Regions from separate parts of the Rattus norvegicus genome. Here region 1 is linked to region 2. A link is a contact called in public Hi-C data. All regions are on one chromosome and are shown on one strand. The core of a region is the stretch at or near the end of the contact, and the rest is flanking DNA. Distances in the headings are between cores, read along the strand shown. Region 1 has its middle 270 kb from the start of Irs2. Region 2 has its middle 160 kb from the start of Irs2.

The links. A called contact is a pair of places that touch in the nucleus more often than the background predicts.
Region 1: a contact with region 2 is called in a Hi-C map of liver, with 2.1 times the contacts expected there. The contact joins two enhancer-like sites. A contact is called at or near these places in 2 of 12 Hi-C or Micro-C datasets (kidney and liver).

Annotation. Positions count from the first base shown.
Region 1 is chr16:85,457,976-85,461,044 of GRCr8, forward strand. No RefSeq gene overlaps it. Among named protein-coding and RNA genes, the nearest start is that of Irs2, 270 kb to the left of the region's middle. Within about 2 kb of position 1,571, at least 2 of the 93 cell types and tissues checked have an H3K27ac peak or open chromatin away from gene starts, as enhancers often do. A contact at or near this core is called in liver, where this site is marked.
Region 2 is chr16:85,353,553-85,356,679 of GRCr8, forward strand. No RefSeq gene overlaps it. Among named protein-coding and RNA genes, the nearest start is that of Irs2, 160 kb to the left of the region's middle. Within about 2 kb of position 1,254, at least 4 of the 93 cell types and tissues checked have an H3K27ac peak or open chromatin away from gene starts, as enhancers often do. A contact at or near this core is called in liver, where this site is marked.

The DNA.
Region 1 (3,069 bases), core at 321-2,820, 100 kb after region 2:
TCCCAGGCCAGACAGTCCTGAAGCACCACCCTGCTGAGGGGCCTCTCAGGCAGAGAAGGCAGAAAATTAGAGAATAGCAGTGTCCGTGCAGGCAGGGTAATTAGCAGGGTGAGCTGGGTCCACAGCCTCTGTGTGTGTGTGTGTGTGTGTGTGTGTGTGTGTGTGTGTGTGTGTGTGCATGTATGTGTGTTCTTCTCTGTGTGCAGGTGGATGAATGTGTGTCTGTGTTCTTGTGTTGGTGCATGGTGCATTCGTGTGGTGTGTGTGTGTGTGTGTGCATGTGTGCATGTGTGCATGTATGTGTGTTCTTCTCTGTGTGCATGTGGATGAATGTGTGTCTGTGCTCTTGTGTTGGTTCATGGTGCATTCGTGTGGTGTGTGTGTGTGTGTGTCTTGCAGTTCTCTACACATCACCCATGAGCTCAGTATAACTGCCTTCCACTTAGGTTTTAAAGGCAATTATAGGAAGTAAACAGTTCTGTAACTGGATTTGTTTCTCAGCGAGTCAAAGAAATTCCCTTCCCACAGTCTGTTTCAAATGTCAGGTTTCAAAGGCAGAATCTCAAAGCTCAGAATCCAATCGGTGATGCTGTCAACAGCCCAGTGGCCTCGGATTTTGCATTTAAAACAGTGTGTGGGAATGAACGTTGTGGGGAGGGTGTGTATTTCCAAGTCATAGACTTGGCGAACAGGAGAACTTTAGAACAACATGTCTCCTCATTTTATAGCAGAGGCCCTTCACAGCCTCCCTGTGCACAGGGTCGGGCTCTGCTCTTCCCTCCAGAGGAAGTGCTCCTTGGAGGCCCCTTGAGTCTATTGGCTCTTTCTGCGTACATCAGCTTGAAGGGACTAACACATGTGTGTGCGTTTAATTTGTGTAGACCTTGGTTTGCAAAGAGCACAGGGAAAAGTAAGTTGGTCCCCTTCTTGGTGACTGATTACAAAGCACAAGGCAACATGGGCCTGCCATCGAACACATGTTCATCAACACACAGAGAGAACAAATTTCCGTCTATCCCAGTGCTTGCTTCCATCAGTATCAAGGTTCACTGTTGATAGAACAGGGGAACTAACTGCTCTTGTCTAAGGTTAACATAAATTTGAGATGCATAGTCTGTGCTGTGTTCATGGCGGTTAACCAGAGATCTAAAGATACTTTGTATAAAACAGTGCAAAATTCTAACACTGAACTTCCTCAGAGCCAGAACCTAAGCAGAGGGAGGCCGTTTCCTGTTTCATCCACTGATATTCCCAGGCAATATTTTTAAAAAACATGCATAGGTCTCGTGAAAGATGCTGGATGCTGCCCTGTTTAAACAAGCTCTCAGTGGGCAGGACAGCAGAGTCAGGAGGGCACCGGCGTTCTGCAAAGAATGTGCATCTGGTTATTCAGGGAAAGCATTCTCCTCTCTCCTAGCAGTCTTTACACCCACCCGGAGTACATCCCAGACAAACGAGGTGACATGACAGCGTATGAAAAAAGTGGTCCCTGTCCTCAGTCACCATTCTGCCTTGGTCCTCACAGGGTCAAGTTGAGCAAAGGACAGAGACTTTGTCCCCTGGTGCTGGCTGAACACAAGCTTCACATGGCTGCCAAGAATGGCCAAAGGTCTATTTTAGAGTGTGTTTTGTCAACCTTATCATTTAGTGCTATGCCTGATACATAATCTAAGATGGCTGTTGAAAATGAAATCTAGATAGCTCTCTAGAAATGGGAGGGACATGGCAATCAGATAACAAGCACAGTGTCAGTCTGCACACCACAGGCTCTTGGCACAAACTGTAAGACACAGCTGTTGCTCAGAAATTGTCCCTCCAAATATGGGTTAGGAACGGACAAACATCACTGTTACCAGAGCTGAGGAGCTGCTGACTTTGAGCTTGGGCCTAGAGGAATTTCAAGTGACATTATATGGTGTTGGGTAATTTACAGAGAGTTCATTTTGATTCAATGGAAACCCAACTATCATGAAATAATTTACTTCCGAGAGGAAGCGATTTGCTAGGCCCTGTAGAGATGTAGATCATTTCTCTGTCTTCAATATCAAACTAATAAATGAATTTTTCCCCTCAAAAAAAAATAAATAAAAGCCTACCTCTCCACATAAGAATAGAGACGTCAACCGATCTCCAAGTACAAAGAAATCATTTCTCAGGCTGCCCTTTCCCAGATGGCTCTAGGGTTAAAAAGAGGCTTATATCTGAAAAGGTTGGTGAGTGGGTATTTTGGCAAGTTGGGATTCTAGGAAAATTATTTTTGTTATGCATGAGGCTCTCTGTTTTCAAGTTTTATCATCAGCAATGTACTGTGTAAATTTTACAAAAATAAAAAAAAATTTCTTTTCATTGGTTGACAAAAAGATTGGCCAAGGAAAAGGTAGAGAGAAGGTAGCTTCCATAGACACTGCAGAGCTGTGCTATACCTTCATGGGAGTTCTTCGCAAATTCTTTCTAAAGCTCCACTTTCCCTGTGGCTGGTGCTCTGAGTTCTCTGGGTGTGTCTTCTGAGATTTTCACATTACACCTGCTCCCTAGCAAGCAACTGTCATACCTAAGTCACTCCTCAACTTGTCACCACTGCCTGTAGCTGGCTTGGTCTACTGCACAGCACATCCCAGCCTCCCTTGGGAATCCCATAAGGCATTTGATGGAGACACCTTCCCCTCTTGGGGCTGAATCCAGATTGCATGCTCACACCTTCCTTTCTGCCCTGCATTCACAAATGGGTTTTCCATCCAATGCAGGATTTCAGTAAGGACCTTATAGCTTGTCCTGATTCTGCCTGTCTCTCTCCCACGGGCCATAGGGTCCCTAGCAAACGTTGTCTTCTCTCTCCCGCCAGCTCTCCCTCTCTCCTTTCCAGGTGGCCAGTGAGGTTTTCCTTTTAACGCCCACGTCTAATGATAATTTCTCTGTTTTGAATCTTTTAACAGTCTTATATATGGCCCTGAGATAAAAACGTAAAATTGATCATCTTTGCCAGCAGGTTTCATGTCCTCCTCTGAGCTGTCAATGAGGTCAACTTTCCTAAGATTCCCTAGTGTTGAACCTGAAATCCTCCCTTCCCAA
Region 2 (3,127 bases), core at 4-2,503:
TACTGTCACCCAATCTAGCTCCACTCACTCCTCCTCATAGTTATTACGCATCCATTTAGAGCTAGAAAGCAGTGCTGTGCAGCCTAAGAACTGACCACACGCACTAAACTGGGGTCAAAATACTTGCAGCTGGGAAGACAGCTGTCGGTAAAATTATGCAAGCATAGAGACCCGTCTTCAATCTCCGGGACCCATATAAAAAAGCCAGGTGTGGTGGCACAGTCTCGAGATCCCAGCACTGGGGAAGCAGAGACAGGCAGGTCCCTTAAGCTCACTGGCTAACAACGCTAATCAGTGAGCTTCAGGTGCCCCAAGAGAGCTAAGGTAAGAACCTGAGGAGCGGTACCTGAGGCTGGCACACACATGTGCACATACCTGCCCACAAAGATCCACGCAGTGTGTTCCTTTGGAAAATCAAACCCACTCTGAATGTTTGAGGGTTTTATTCAATCTGGACATTAGAAAGGAGTGCTGTGCCCCCATCAACCTCCAGAGCTAAAGACTGAAATTCTAGGCCTCATGTGTGTTATCTTCTCCACTCAGAGATTCTTCTAACCATTTTTAGACAGCACTGAAGTCAGGCTCTTGCTGGCATCACCCTCTGGATCCTTCTAGGTTGGCCTCCCGGGTTCTGGGTCTACAGATGTATAGCAGCATCACTCTGTCTCACACTCTGCTTAGCGTAGGTGGTGAGATTTTAAAAGGTGATTCCTGAGACCCTTTGGGACAAAGAGGGATTAGGAAAAGTCCTGTTTTACCAGGTGGTTGAGCTGTCGCAGCATCTCTCCCGTAGTCCCAGCGTTCGTGTTTGAAAGGGCGCTCAGCCCTGTGAGCTGTGTGCCTTTTGTGAGAAGGGACGGGATAGGGCACTTGGGCATATGCCCTGGGTTCCTTCAGGTTTCGAGGAGGCCAGACATGTCTGGCTATGTAGGAGTTCCTCTATCATTGGCCAGACTGGAAAGTTGCAAGGGAGAGGCAGGATTTGGATGTTTTTTAATAAAAGAAACAAAGAAATAGGTTCCCTCTCCCCCAGGCCCCTGGAAAAAAATGTCCCATCATCCTCTGGATGTCATACAAGAACACACTTGCTGTCCTAAGGTATGAATGGAGCCACTCTAGTTTCAGAACAAATAAACACAATGGCCCGGGGAGCTTGGATTTCCTCTTCCTCTTTCGTGGTTCCTCTTGGCAGGCTGTCATGGGAACCTGGCTTGTGATGAGTGGACCTTTGTGCTTCTGGCTAACGAGGATGAGCAGAGGGAGACACGCTTAAGATTGGCAGTTGGGTGTTCCCTGAGGGGGTGTGGGTGGCTCTCTAGTAGATTCCCATCCATGACTGCCACACTCTTATGTGTGGACTCCATAGCCGCCCTAGCTAAGCTTCCATATCCCCGGGTGTAAACAAATATGCCAGCGCCACCGGGATGGTAGTGGTAAATGGTGACCCATGGTAAACAAAACGGGATTTTAAAACTAGGCTACGTGGTGATGTTTTCTATACTTTTCTTTTTTCCCCAGACTTTCTTTTCTTTTAAATTTATTCCTTTTTTATTGGATATTTTTAAATTTACATTTCAGATGTTATCCCCTTATCCTATCCCTTCTCCCCATTCTTCTATGAGGGTGTTCCTCCAACCATCCACCCACTTCTTCCCGCCTCCCTGCCTTGACACTCCCCTACACTGGGGAGTCCAGTCTTGGCAGGACCAAGGGCTTCTCCTCCCACTGGCCATCCCAACAAGGCCATCCTCTGCTGTATATGCAGCTGAAGTCATGGATCTGTCATGTGTAGTCTTTGGGTAGTGATTTAGTCCCTGGGAGCTCTGGTTGGTTGATATTGTTGTTCTTATGGGGTTGCAAGCTCCTCAGCTCCTTCAATTCTTTCTCTAACTCCTCCATTGGGGACTTTTATATTCATGTTACAGAATCTCATTAAACACATTAAAACCATTTGGAATATCAGATGGGAAGCCCCGGAGTCTTCCCTGATTGTATAGTGCACTTGACAGCCTGGAGAGTTCAAGGGTGTGGCCAAGGCTCAGGGGTAGAGGCTGGGCAGTGACAAGGCCTCCTGCTCTCAAGAACAGCTTGCCCCTGCTCACTGGACATAGGCTTATCTGGCATTCGGGGTCAAATGGAAACTTCCAAGCCGCCATGTGCTCACATACACGGACTGTGTCATATCAATGACGTGCCTCCCTTGGAAAACAAAACACCATCCCTCACAGTTGTCCCTGTGTGCGTAGACAGCGGCAAATGCTTATTTGCTAAACCTCCTGACTCCTCCATTTCTGGGTCCCATTGAGGTCATGGAAACACAAAAGTCAATACCCACAGAGAAAAAAAATGCCCCTGAGAGTATTTATTTAAGAGTATTGTTCCAGGATATGCACAAAGATAAAGACTGTGTAATGAATGGTGGCTCTGGAGGCCAAGCACCAAGGCGTTCTATCCTGTACCAGCAGTTACCCTGGCCAGGAAGAGGCCGTGTGCTACCTCAGGACATGCCCTTATAAAAGAGTCACCTTGCCAAGCTGCCAACTGGTTCTCTTTACCCTAGAGGATCAAGGGAAAGAACAAAGGGAGGAGGCAGGTGGGAGCGGATCCATTCACGGCCACAGAGTATACAGACAAGCAGGGATTTTGCTCCCAGAGAAGGGACAACAGATGGTGTCAGAGAACATTAGTGCCAGCCCATACCTAGAGGTTCCAGAGAGCCAAGGTAGGGCTGTGGGTCTGTGAGAAGCACTTGTATCTCATTGCTAACTCTCTCAGGAATGTGGGGAAGGGAATTCCAGCCTCTTAGAAGCTACAGCATGGCAGGTGTCTCTGAGTTTCTGCTTCTCTGGAGCTATGAGGAAAACAGGTCTGCACTGGGTTCACACGTCTCTAAGATGCAGAAGAAATTCAGTAGTTCAGAGTTTGGTGCATTTAGCTTACGATGTCCCCCCATCCCCTCGTGGAAGCCACGAATGGACGGACAGCAACTTGGAAGCATGTCAAATGAAATACAGAGCGGAAGCCCACTCACGTCTCTCCATGCTTAATGGTCATTGACTTTTAAAATGGGTTTTGAAATAAAAGGCCTTCTGGAAGAAGTGCAGATTTGAACGGATTACTAGAAAGC